2 separate regions of the Ovis aries genome follow, and region 2 is linked to region 1. The links are chromatin contacts, called in public Hi-C maps. All regions are on one chromosome and are shown on one strand. The core of a region is the stretch at or near the end of the contact, and the rest is flanking DNA. Distances in the headings are between cores, read along the strand shown.

Evidence for each region. A called contact is a pair of places that touch in the nucleus more often than the background predicts.
Region 2: a Hi-C map of mixed tissues shows a contact between it and region 1, with 3 times the contacts expected there. The contact joins two enhancer-like sites. A contact is called at or near these places in 10 of 16 Hi-C or Micro-C datasets (hypothalamus, liver, mesenteric adipose tissue and 6 more).

Annotation. Positions count from the first base shown.
Region 1 is chr2:135,073,026-135,079,908 of ARS-UI_Ramb_v3.0, forward strand. The region is part of intron 2 of CHN1 (chimerin 1); the gene reads left to right. It also overlaps the pseudogene LOC105607505. Among named protein-coding and RNA genes, the nearest start is that of CHN1, 7.4 kb to the left of the region's middle. Within about 2 kb of position 3,681, at least 4 of the 54 cell types and tissues checked have an H3K27ac peak or open chromatin away from gene starts, as enhancers often do.
Region 2 is chr2:135,303,846-135,311,057 of ARS-UI_Ramb_v3.0, forward strand. No RefSeq gene overlaps it. Among named protein-coding and RNA genes, the nearest start is that of CHRNA1, 18 kb to the right of the region's middle. Within about 2 kb of position 4,861, at least 4 of the 54 cell types and tissues checked have an H3K27ac peak or open chromatin away from gene starts, as enhancers often do.

The DNA of each region.
Region 1 (6,883 bases), core at 2,431-4,930:
ACTCGTACAGCCCTAGTTGATAGAACTGGGGGAAAAACATCCTGTCAGGTCATCACTTGGCAGGAATTTCTGTCATTTGTAGCTAAATGGAGCTCTGGTTTATAGCCCAGGACAGCTGGTGAGATTGGGAACTCAGTTATAATTCAGCTGTGCTAAGCTAGCCAAACCTGAATAACTCTCTGGGTGGAATTGGCTCTGGCGTTGCCCCTGCTCGCCCCATCCCCCTTTTTTCTTCTTACCATGTAGTCACCATCATCACTGCCGTCGATCACTTCTGATATTTAGGATTTCTCTGGACTTTCTTATATTCTTTCCTCAGTCTGTCCTACCCCCATGGAAGCCCTTCATTATGCTGCTTTATTTGGCATCGTTCACTATCCTGACAACACCTGTCTGTGGGTATCTTTTCAGAGAGGCTTTGGAGCAGTTAAATAGGGATGGAGTATTCTTTGTGATACAGTTAGGAAATTTTCTGACTTCCACGGCTGTCCTGGCAGACAACTGCACACTTTCAGTATGATTTATTTGACCAAAAGCTCATTTTATAGGACACGTCCACTTGAGTATACTCTCTGTTGCCATTTTAATTGTTCAGATATTCTCATCAAAGAGTATGAGAAGCAGCAGGGTGGTCTGATGTTGAAAGCCCAGCTACTTTTCTTAGAATCTGTCATCTTTTTAACTGTCATTAAAATCACCATCCTTATTTAAATGCTTGTCCATATTCTTTCTTTTACTGGTGTCAGAAGCCTAAAGTCTCAGCTTAAAATGTTTTCTTTTAATGTTTGGAGACTTGGTACCATGTAAGAGAGATAAAATTATTATAGTTGTTATAACTCTGATAGTCACCATCTGTGTACAGTGTAAGAGGAATATTGGTGGATGCCATCTTGAGTCACATCTGTCCCTGAAATAACCATCCTGTAAGCATTCTAATTTTAGAAGATAGTGATAAGTATAATGACAAATTTTTAATGTATTTATTAAGAGTTTTAGTTTCTTTTAGATCAGTATTTCTCAACTTTTTTTTTAAGTCACCTTCTGTAAGAAGTCTTTCACACAGTTTTTTGTAATTGATCTCTCTGTGAAACTTTAATACCAAGATTCTGTTTATGGACTGTGTGTATATTCGCTCTATGTGTAAAGAGAGTAATTTTTCTTCGACCCCTGGAAGCCAAGTTTTGCTCCCTTGAGGGCAGTCTTACCCCCACTGAGAATACATGTTTGAGACTAATCTAAAGCAATCATAAGATAATTAGAAAAATATTGTTTTATATATCACATCATTCTGAAGGAGTGACATAGATATAATAAGTTTTGCATTTTTTCACCAGATGGGTTTAACCTAAGTTTTAACAGTGTGCTTCATCTTGAGAGCAGCCATAACACAGAGTTCCTTGATTGGTCTGGGGTATGTGTAGCTTTTCTCAAAGTCCGTCCAGTAATAGTAATAGCCCCTGATCATGGGGAATTGGTGTTTTCTCAGTTTTATAAGATCAGTAACAGTACCTTTAAAACACTTTTTGAAATCTGTAATATATAAAATAAAGGGGCTTCCCCGGTGGCTCAGATGGTAAAGAATCTGCCTGCAGTGCAGGAGACCCAGGTTCCATCCCTGGGTCAGGAAGATGCCCTAGAGAAGGAAATGGCTACCCACTCCAGTATTCTTGCCTGGAGAATTCCATGGACAGAAGATCTTGAAGGCTACAGTGTATAGGGTTGCAAAGAGTTGGACATAACTGAGCAACTTTCACACTCACAATAAACTAAATGAAATCACTGTACTTAATTTTTAACCCAATGCAAGACAAATTCTCAAGCCTGGCCTTACAACCTGTTACTGGTCGCAAATCATTCTTCCATAGGAAATGATTCCTGCAAACTTTGATTTTTTAATATATTAATATAATCCTGCTGTACTTAAAATAGCAGAGTAGGAAAACTAAGAAAGCAGAACGATGTGACCATATTTTACATTGGAAAATGATTTAAAAAAGAATCATGTCTGACAAAATAAAGTTACAAATATGTATTCCTAATTTAGCTCCTTATACTTAAAAAGAAGGATGAGTACCTTGTGAATATCCTGAAAAGCATTGCTTTGTATAGTCTAAAGGGTGAATTTTATGGTATGTGGATTATATCTCAATGTAAGATTGTATTAATAAAATTGTGGGAGGAGGATAGGAAATCAGAATGAATGGAAGGAAAATTCACTTCAGTTAAACTGTAAAAGCCAGAAAGGACTATTTTTAAAAGAGTGGTTTTATATTCAGGAACCTTTAGAACTGTCCATGTTTTTAGAAAGTCTTTTTTTCCTTTTATTCCCCAAGGAACAAAAAACCAAAACTGGTAAGTTAAAATACCCTACCTGTTTTGAATGGTTGTTTTAAATTTAGAAAAGCAGACACTTCTTGAAAAGAGTTACTGCTGACAGTGAGGCAGTTTGGGGGAGAAGGGGAGATGAGTCAGGCCCGGCCTGCTGCCAGCTGATGGTGGTGTGGGGCCACCTCGTTGTGTTACCCAGCTGCTCTGAAAGTGGTTCCTTTCCCTTTCCACTCTGACCTCTTACCTTATATATTTCATGGTGTAAAGCAAACAGAAAAAGGGTGTTATTTGAGGAATACATTATCTTGCTGGAATAGATAGATCTTTCTGACCACAAATTTGACATTTCGAAAACAGAATGGATCCTCTTCTTTAAACTGCTAAACTTGCCTGATTTTCCCATTTCTGCGATTAGCACATAGCTTCAGCCCTTATTCTTTCTGTCTTGTACCTCTTCTACAGAAGTTTGTTTTTCAGGTCCTTAATGGCCGTGACGTTACTTTGTCAGAGGTGCTTTTTAGGATTTGAAATTGCTTGTACTAGGTGGGAAAGACGGCAGATAGGTAGCTGTGCATTTAAGGGATATGTAAATATCTGCCTGACTGAAATACTTTTCCCTGCAGGCCTTTTATGGTGAATAAATTTTACACCATTATATTAAAATTAAAGCATGATTTTTTTAGTATATTACCTGTTAAGGAATAGCATGCTAAATATAGACGCCTATCATATGCATGGAAGAAAGATTTTAATTTATGGACTGAAGATCTTAAAGTAGTAAGACAAGCAAGCATTTTGACTGAGGGAACTACACTGTAAGAGAAAAGAAAGTGCAGAAGCGTTTGTCTGGAGAGTGGGGCATTACTAAGAGGGACCCATGTTGTAGGTGGTGGTGTGAATAAAAGCTCAGGACATCTGGCATGAGGGAGAAGGAGTGGACGGTAGAGCGGGAGAAGGGAGCAGAAACAGGAACGTACTCTTTCATGATTTTCCTGAGGAGTAGCTCTGAGGCCTGGGGTGTGTTTTCCTGTTCAGTGATTTGTTTACTCATGTTTGATGAATCGAGAGCCTAATATGTGCCAGGTATTTATTAGTTCCTGTCCTCAAGGAAATTATATTTGCAGTTGAGGGCGCAGAGGAAAATGTATAATGTGCCAGAGGGCTCAGGCTGTGAAGAAAAATGAAGCAGAGTGAAGAGGATGGGGCAAGCTGTGGTCAGGGAAAGCCTCACGGCAGAGGTGGGTTTTGAGCAGAGACTTGAAGGAAATAAGGGAAAGAGTTACATGAAGATGGGGAATCGCCTCATGGAACAGGCTTTAATCCAGGGATGTGCTTAGCCATTTTGAGAAACAGGAAGAAAGGCAGCGTGGCTGGAGCAGAGTGAGCCAGCCGAAGTGCTGGCAGGTGAGGGCAGAGAGGCATCTGGTGGGCGAGGGTTGCTGGGGTCACAGATTATGAGGGCCCTGTCGGTACACCTCAGCGAGGACTTCAGATTTCACTCAGAGTGAAATCAAAAGCCTGTAGTGGATACTTCCATAGCATGTGGTGTGGAGGAAAAGGCTTAGATTTTGAAGTAAGAGCTGCCTTGAATCCTTTCCCTGCCAAGTGTCAGCTAGATGTCCCAGTCTCATTTTTCCGTATATCTCAACAGGAGCTATTAGTTTCCTGCAGAAATAAATGAGATCATGTATCTAAGATTCTTAATACAGTCATTGACGATACGTAGTAGCTAATTTTGTCACTTACTGTAAATACTAGCAAAGATCCAAGATATCAGCAGAGTTTCTCCATTTGTTTATTTCACAAGTCTGTCAACCCACTTGAAAAAGTGGTTCTGCAGTATTTCTGCTTGTGTGTGTGGTTAAATACTTGCCACAGGCCACTGTAGACTTTGTCTGAGAATGCTTGAGACCTGGATCAGTGAGGTATGGTGATGACCAGATAGACTTCTGATAGTGCTGGACGCTTGGTGCTTTCTAGTGTGCTCTAAAAATGTAAAAAAAACAAAAACAACACTGGCCAACAGGCAATGCTTACTTCTCCTTTGGGAGGTCATCCAGAATATAATCAGATCTAGCCTCAGTCCTCATGGCACTTAAAGGTATCAAGGAGTGTAAGCTCAGTGGCTGGCACATAGTAGGTGCTCAGTCCAAATTTATTGAGTGACTAAATGAATGCAGAACAAACATGTAATAATGGACTGTTACTCTGTATACTTAGCTGTGAACAACCTTGTGTGCACGCACAGTCATGTCTGACTCTTTGCAGCCCCATGGACTGTGGCTCACTGGGCTCCTCTTGTCCATGGGATTCTTCAGGCAAGAATTCTAGGGCAGAGTTGCCATTTCTTCCTCCAGTGATCTTCCTGACCCAGGGATTGAACCCATGTCTCTTGTGTCTCCTGCATTGGCAGGTGGATTCTTTACCACTGAGCCACTCGAGAGCCTTGACTCAGTTTAAACATTTCTGTTTTTTCCTCCTTTATTATTTTGGGTTATTCATATTATATTAGAGTCCATAACTGGAAACTCAGACTTGCTTTTTAGAAATTTATTCAGTTCAGTTCAGTCGCGTCCGACTCTTTTTGTGACCCCATGAACTGCAGCACGCCAGGCCTCCCTGTCCATCACCAACTCCCAGAGTTTACCCAAACTCATGTCCATTTGCTTCTCTACCTGAAATCCTCTAGTGAGCCGTCATCACCATTAAGTCCAAATTCCCTACCTGTTTGGTTTTGTCTCTCATCACCTCCTCAGAGGTTGTGTTTCAGGCATACTGAACAACTTGGAAGTTTCCAGAAGGGATTGTACCCAGTGTGGCTGTGGCATCATTTTACAAGCCTTTCGTTGCCTTAACTCCCTTCTACACATTTTGCAAAACTCACCTTGAATAATCTTCTCTTTTAAGAGGTTTTTATGACTTAGTAACGGCTTACCTGGTGGCTCAGATGGTAAAGAAACTGCCTGCAATGCAGGAGACTGGGGTTTGATTCCTGGACTGGGAAGATTCCCCCTGGGAAGTTCCTACCCACTGGGAAGATTCCCCCTGAAGAAGGGAATGGCTACCCACTCCAGTATTCTTGCTTGGAGAGTTCCATGGACAGAAGAGCCTGGTGGGCCACATTCCGTGGGGTCACAAAGAGTCAGACACGACTGAGTGATCATCACAGTACCTTTTCTGCACAGGAAGTGCTGTATGCCCGTCTGCCCTGGCACTTATGTGGTGATACAATGGTTAGTTTGTATTCCCCTGTATAACCCATTAGAAGAAGTTCTCTACTGGGAAAGCTGTGGATTTCTCCTGTCTTTAACAACCGCTACATGGTTGAGGGCTTCCCCCGTGGCTCAGTAAAGAATCCACCTGCAATGCAGGAGACCCCAGTTCGATTCCTGGATTGGGAATATCCACTGGAGAGAGGATAGGCTACCCACTCCAGTATTGTTGGGCTTCCCTTGTGGCTCAGTTGGTAAAGAATTTGCCAGCAATGTGGGAAACCTGGGTTTGATCACTGGGATGGGAGGATCCCCTGGAGAAGGGAAAGGCTACCCACTCCAGTGTTCTGGCCTGGAGAATTCCATGGACTGTATAGTCCATGGGGTCACAAAGAGTTGGATGCGACTGAGCAATTTTCACTTTCATTTTCACCATGGTTGGTGTGTACTGACTATTTAATAGCTCAGCAAGAAATGTTTGAATGCATGTTCAGTGTTACAGTAGTCTACTATATTTCTTATATTTGGAAGTTAATTTTCAGACCCATATGATATACACCCTCTATTTTTCATAATTTTTTGTTCATTTTTTTTGAATCATATGCTTTATTTTTTAATTGTTCATTAAATGGTTTATAAAGTCAGATCAAGATATTGGTCTATTCCTTCACGGTATCCCACAAATAAGGAGTGACGGGATTATATCAGATGTTAAAACATTCCTTTTTCAATTTACTCATGACAGTATACAATGAAAGTGGAAGGCAGATCCTCGCATGTTAGAGAAGTTGTGTTAATGTTCCCGTTAACATCCTGGTTTAAGTGGAGCACCAGGGTAAGTTGTTCTAGGTAGCACTCATGGCCTCCACCAATTTCCCCAGCATTCTGTATACCATTTCCACCAATCAGCTCTTAGATGTTTCAAACCAAAAGGCTCCCATTCAGCTGTGTACAGAAGACAAGACACCAAGCCTGGTCACCCTTGGGATAATTTATAGTCTGGAAAATGACAGATGAACCATGATCAAAAAACCAAGTGAGGATTTTTAAGGAAGCTTTGACAGAAATATTAAGAAAAACATCTAATTCAACTCCAGAGAAAAGTGATACCAAGGGAAAATAAAGTCTTAACTGATGTTCTGAAACTGGCCATAAGAACGGGTGGGAGAATGATCCTCTAGGCATGAAATCTTAAGAGCTCTGAACACAACCAGGGCTTCAGCTGATCCAGAGCTGGGCTGACCCAGATGACCTGAGTGAGGCCACCCGGCAAGCACAGTGCAGTCTGTATGGCTCCTTCAACAGTGAGAGGCCTTCAGCTCCATCACAGAGTACTCTCCAGT
Region 2 (7,212 bases), core at 3,611-6,110, 230 kb after region 1:
AATGGGAGGAGAGGGGGGAGGATGTGCTGTCTTTTCCTCCTGTGCTGAATTTATCCCAACTGCAGACCGGCTGCCGAAGCCAGGGAGAAGAGAAATGGAGAGTCTTGTTAGAATCTTTCCAAACCTCCTCCCTCTTCTCCAGCCCACTTCGTTTCCTTCCTACCTGGTCGGGGGAGGAGCTCTCCTGGCTCCTGGTGCCCATCCTGCAGTTAGACACTGTCCCCTGCTCAGAGAGGTTCTCCCACTCCCTGTGGGCGTGGGTGCTGCAGACCCCAGCTGCAGCCCGGGCTGAAGCTTTGTTCCACGTGCTGAGTTCTCACAGGTGCTCAGCATGTCATTTTCTAATCAGGTCTCCACCCTGCCCCCTAAACCTTCTGCAGAGCAAAGGCACACTCGATTCTGCCCACGCACCCCCCACCCCCACCCCTCGCACCCTGCCCTCTCTCCCGAAGGAGTTTCTAAGGAGAGAAATAAAAATGGCAGCAGTCTGAGAAAGAGAAAGGCAGGACACAGATATCCACCAAGTTGAATACCAGCCTCGGACCAAAAGGGATTGGGTGCAGGGCCAGGGGAGGGAACTTCCAGAGCTCAGGAGACGTCTCCTTCCATCTTCATTAAAGCCCCTTGACAGTAAAAAGTGGGCGAATCAGCATCAGAACCCAGGCATAGGGATGTTTATCGCCTTGCGGTGGGGCACAGGCGAGTGGCCGGCCTTGACCAGGTGGGGCAGCTCTGGACTTGAGTGAGGAGGTCAGAATGGTGGCAGGAGCCGGGCAGGCTGGGGTAGAGCCCCAGCGGGGGCTGGGGGGCGCAATGCCTGGAGACGCCCAGCAGGGGGCGCAGAGGCCTGGTAGGACTGGGGTTGGATGTGATTTTGCCGGTGGGCCTGGCTGTGGCTGAACCCTCAGGCTTTTGTCGCCACAAGCTCGCTCTCCAGCCACCCCCCACCCCCACCCCCTCCGAATCCTAGGCCATCTTGTCGCCATTTTAACACATTTGTTTTCTGCCTGAAGCAGCCGGAATTGGTTTCTGTTGCTTATGGGCGGACGAGAGTCCCAGCTGACTCCCCAGCCCTCTGGGCGACTTCCCTGGTGGCTCAGAGGTTAAAGCGTCTGCCTCCAATGAGGGAGACCCGGGTTCAATCCCTGGAGAAGGAAATGGCAATCCACTCCAGTATTCTTGCCTGGAGAATCCCATGGACGGAGAAGCCTAGTAGGTTACAGTCCACGGGGTCGCAAAGAGTCGGACACAACTGAGCGACTTCACCTCACCTCCACCCCACTTCTTTCCAAATGCCCTCTGCTGCCCGAGGCCAGGGTAGACCCACTCCATGGAGACAAATCAAGCACAGCACAAGTCAAATTAAAAGCAGAAAGCCTCCAAATCTGGCGCCTGCCCACCGTCCTACCGACAGCCGGGCTTCCTCCAAGCCACCGGCGGTGGAGGGCGCCTGGGACGAGACCACCAATCATGGTAAACTTCCAGAGAAGCTCCACGTCAGCCTCCTGCATGGCTGCTGGACCAGTCGATTTGAGCTCAGACTTTATTTTTTGCGGCTCCAAAATCACTGCAGATGGTGACTGCAGCCATGAAATTAAAAGACGCTTACTCCTTGGAAGAAAAGTTAGGACCAACCTAGACAGCATATTAAAAAGCAGAGACATTACTTTGCCAACTAAGGTCCATCTAGTCAAGGCTATGGTTTTCCAGTGGTCATGTATGGATGTGAGAGTTGGACTGTGAAGAAGGCTGAACGCCGAAGAATTGATGCTTTTGAACTGTGGTGTTGGAGAAGACTCTTGAGAGTCCCTTGGACTGCAAGGACATCCAACCAGTCCATTCTGAAGGAGATCAACCCTGGGATTTCTTTGGAAGGAATGATGCTAAAGCTGAAACTCCAGTACTTTGGCCACCTCATGCGAAGAGCTGACTCATTGGAAAAGACTTTGATGCTGGGAGGGATTGGGGGCAGGAGGTAAAGGGGACGCCAGAGGATGAGATGGCTGGATGACATCACTGACTCGATGGACGTGAGTCTGAGTGAACTCCGGGAGATGGTGATGGACAGGGAGGCCTGGCGTGCTGTGATTCATGGGGTCGCAAAGAGTCGGACACGACTGAGCGACTGAACTGAACTGAACTTTAGTCACAAAGTTATTTCCAAACAGGACTTTTATTACTAGAAGCAAGGTGCGGGGAGCTTAGCAGCCTCTTCCAGCTTCCAATCCACATCGCAATGATTAACAATCACCATCATCCCATCCTAATAACAATTCTAAAGCTAGGCAAGTATTTCCTTTGGTCTTGCCCTTTTGCATTAATATTTTTCTCTTTGCACATGCTTTGAGCACCTGCCTGCCGGTGTTAGTTATTTAAAGTGAAATAGGGGTGGGCCAGAACATCCTTCCAAACCTTGAAATTATGTGTTTGCTTCAGCTCTCAGCAGTCAGAATGGATGCTTCCTTAGTCCTTGGGAGAAGGGTCAGATCACAAGAAACAAAGGGTCTCTTAAATCTATCCAGATTGGTGGGGAGCGAGCTGGGGAGGGGACAGAGGGTCTCTACATGAATTAAGATCTGGATGACTCCTTTTGCATATCTCTGGCCTCTCAAACCCAAAGGCCTTGAGCAGACAGAGGCCTATCTCTGATGGTTAATCCCTGAAGGTTGTGTAACTCACCCACAAAGGGTGGGCTCTGAAATCAGTGGAACATGTTGGCTCTGCGAGAACCCAGCCCCCTTGTGGTACCTGGATCCCACCTTCCTGACAACAGGGAGGTGTGTCACTGTTCCACAGGGCTGATTAGCTGTAGAACATGCTATTTCCAGGTTCCCAGCATTCACTGGGGTTCACTGCTGCTAATTGGCAGTGGTGACATCGAGAAAAGGTTTTGTAGTCAATTATGTTCTCCTGGAACACACAGGAAGGGGTTGTCCTGTCAACACTAAGGAGTCTCTACCTTAATAAGCTGCCCCAGACAAAGGCACAAAAGGACATTACTGTCCCTGAGTACCTATCTGTGGTGGCTTCTGTTGAACAGGAAGTGGGGCCCTCTCTGGGCACTGCTCAGCCTGGCTCTACTGAACGTTCAAGTCGTCTGCTGCCCAGGGAACACATCTGAATGGGATGTAAAGTGCCCTACAGCCGTTTTTAAAAAAATCCTCTCCAAGGAAATGAAATGCACAAATGCTCTTGCAGTGGCCTGTTGAGAAGGGCTTGGAGTAACTGCACCAAAGCCAAGAAGTAGACCCTGACAGTCCCCACTGTCCCCATAAGCCAGCCACATAGCACGTACCTGGAGAAAGAGAAGTGGAATTCTTCCTGTAAGGTTATTTCTGGTCCAGAACAGATCATTCTTCAAATGTTCTAACATCCTGAGTGTGGGTGGAAGCGATGCTTACTTATGTCTTATGGAAAAGATGGCCTGTTTACCGAAGACTCCTCTAGCTGACTGGGGTGGTTGCAGGAAGGGCCAGCAGCCACTCAGGGGAAAACAGGAAAGCCTGGGCTTTGTTATTCTTTTTTTCAATTTGATTTTTGGTGGGTCAATGTCTGCCACTTTTTTAGAATCCTGGGGGTTTCCAAACCTCTGCCCTGAAAGCCTGGAGGCACTTATGTTCACAGGGAAAGCTCCACATTGACAGCTCAGAAACAGGCCAGCAAGGCTGGGAGTGGCTGCAGGAAGCAGGCAGGCCCCTGGGAACAGCGGGGAGCCCCGGGGCGGGGGTGACCTTCTGAGGAGGTGGCTCCAGTCACTGGCAGCGGTGGGAGCGAGCCAGGCTGCGGGCGGTCTGTGGTCAGAAGGGATTCGGTGCAGGGGACGCGGTGCCGGACCAGCCAGGCCTGAGGTCGGCCTGCATCAGCCTCTGGGATCCCATGACCGGCATGAGACGCGATGCATTGTGGCCTAACCACTTCTGCTGTGGGAACTGGAACTGCCCGTTTCCTGCCTTTCATCTTGACATGTTGGGGATGAGTACGTCAAAATAAGCAGACCACGGCACTGGCTCCGGGGCGTGGGCGGCGGGGGGTGCTCTGCAGCCTGACAGCGACACTGGAAACCTGGGGGCATGCTGTTCCAGCAACACCTGCCCTCACCTGACCAAGCCATCCTTCTGCTGGCCGTGGACGGCGATGCTAGTCAGACAAGGCACGCGGCCCGGGAGGGGACTTAGGTTGTGGTTGTCAGAGCCAGACTGCTAGTTCTGGTCCTCTCTGGCTGATGCTGGGAACGCTTCACTGTGGAATTTTATCATTAACTGGAGAACATCAGGCCCTCCCTTGATCTCCTGCCAGAGTGGATTTTTGGAAAGGAGCCTGGCTTTGAAAAGGCGAATTCAGAGAGCATAAAGGCAGCAAGCATGAATGCAGCAAGCATAACTTTAGGGAAATGAAACTTTTTTTTTTTTTTAGATCAAACATATCAGAATGTTTGCTCCCATACAAGTGTCCTTGTATCATCATCTTGGGGGTGGCAGGGATTGAGGACAGGGTATGTATGCATCCCATTCTAATCCAGGTGGAAGGGTTACTTTGTTGATGAGTGAGAAAATTTAGGACCCACTAAATTTGTAGAGGCCAGTGCTATCAGGATAGTCTGAATTTTCTCCCTAATTCTTTTGTCCAGCTCCCTTCTCCATACCCCATATCTTCACCCTCTCTCTGCTCACAGCCAGTCACCAAGGCTGATTTCCTTCAGCCTCTCAACCTTGAAATCATGGGTCTTCCTCCCTGATACCACGGCCCTTTCCCACATCTCCAGGAAGCTCCCTGGTGCGTATCCCTTGGGTCTCTAACAGTACCCTCTAGTTCCCTAAACCTGCTTCCTAGTTCTTCCCTAGAGTTAAGCTGACCCAATTCCCTGCTTCTCACTTTCTTAGCTCAGTTCCTCTAAATCCTTTGCCCTCCCTAAGCCATTGAGGAGGAGGCTGAATCTCTGCCTTCATCTCAGGGATGAACTTCCACTTGCAAAGTCTTCATGCTTATGATACTAGAGAGAGAACTTTGGTTTAGGATGAAAAGGGATACACGAAGCTTGTGCAGCTAGGAGGGTGTGGATGTCTATCACAGAGCCCGACCCTGGAAACACACCCCTAAGGTGAACATTCTGATAAATGTACAAGATCCTTCTTGACCAACGTGCTAATGAATCACCAAAATAGAAATGAATATGGAAGCACAGTCCTCCAAATTTATTCTCTAGAAAACACAAACCAAGATCAGTCTCTGAGAAATTACTTTTTAAGAGGTTGTGCAAGAAAGTCTCTCTGAGAAGGGTCAGACCCTGAACCTTAATCCAGAATTAATTGAATTGGGCCTGGAACTGGCCTGACTGTAACCAAAGACTCTCACAGTCAGATTTCCAATAAGTGCTCCCCTCGGTTGCATTTCTTCCTGCCCCAAATACACCCTGAATGCCCTCTGAGCAGGAGAGAGGAGGAGAGGCCAGGTGAGCAGCAGCAGTTGTGTGCGCAGCAGTCCAGGACCAGGTCATCCTGGGATCCCTCCACCCATCAGCAGCCACGTGCCCAGAAAGGCTTCTTGTTCTTGCCTGGGCTCCCGGGGGTTTCTAAGGGCAGGAAAGGGGATGGACCCCTGGGGATGGGGCTGCTTGCACTGCTGCATAAGTCTTCACAAGCAAGACACAACACTCCATGCTACCTCCAGTTCTCTGACTCCACATCCCCAGCACCAGCCAAAGCTGCCTTTGTCTTTCTTGAAACAAATAACAACCATCGTACAGCTAAATTTCACCAAAATGAGTTCACATACTTCTGAAAAAAATGTATAGGAAAAGAGAGAGAAGGATCGGTCTGCACAAAATTGGCACAAACATTTTGTGAATCTGAGAAGAAAGCAAACTGGCTTATCCCCCTGACATTTTGCACAGATTGGCAGGAGGGGATAAAGGCTTTGCAGGGTATTTAGTTGGAAGGCTGGATATCTGGAACTGTGTGGAATTTGCCCGTATTCCAGTGGGACACGTGCCCTCTGAAGAGCACTGTCCTCAGTCTCTGGGGGAGGTTAGAGCCTCACAGGCGTTTCCGTCACCTTGCTGTGACGTCCCCCACAGTCCTGCTTCTCCAATGTGCCTGCAGGTGGCGCTGTAGCCGCAAAGGAGGATGAGCGCGCCCCCAGGGACTGCTCAAAGGGGCCGAAATAGCACCCATCTTCTCTGAGATCTTCCCAGTCGTGTGAATTTTGCATTCCTATTTATTTTCACAGAGAAATCAGGCTATAGACGATTCAGTCCTTATTCCTGGGAATGGATCACACAAGACAGGAAGTTGAAGCTTGGGCCAGGGTCAAGGGCCGGAAGTGAGCAGGCCCCGCTGCCCATAATGCAGTAGACGGGTGAGGGGAAGGGTACCACGGGGTCATGCTACGGATGGTCCCCATCCAAGGTGGGGACTCCGGAGTTGGGAGGTGCTGTGCAGGTCTGGGAGAGCAAGGGGGCCAGTTCTTGGAGGATGTCAGGTGCCCATGGCAGGCCTCGCTGAGGTGAGAGGGAACTTCTCTAATGGCTCTGGCCACTCCCAGCTGGTCCAGGTTTTCCAGGATCTCACAGAACAGAATGGTCCTCTCCTTCCAGCAGTCTTAGAGTTCCCGCCAATGACAGGAGACCGGAGGAGCCAGCTTTGGGCTGCCTCACCTGGGGGCCAGGAGGGACCTTGGCCCATCACGCTCCCAGGAAAAAATGGCGTCAGATTTTTCTCCATGTCACCGGTTGGTTCCCGGCTGGAGCTCTGACAGCTAAACAGACACACTTCTTGGTTTACAGGTTGTTATTCTCTCACTGCAAGTATCAGCCAATATTGAGTTTTTAATTATAGTCAATGCATAATTTTACTTGCTTCACAGCAAATTAAATAAAGAACTGGCAGCACATTAAATAAATGGTTAAATTGATCACTTTTGTTTTCTCCAAGTCTTCAAGTGAAACTGAAGCTCCGGGCAGATGTGTCTATCTAGGAACTCCAGACTCTCCAAGGGACTACTGCTGTGCCCAGAGCTGTGACAAAGCTAAGCTACTGCCACCGATACAAGGAGTCAGGGCACACAGAAGGGATACACTGATATTGGCAATTTAAATAGCACCGGTCACACCCATACAGTAAGCTAAAATACTTAAAATCAGTGAAACTGAGTCTCCCTAAAACCTAGTTTCCTTGCTGAGTTTATGATTAATCTCTTTATCCAAAACTTTATTCT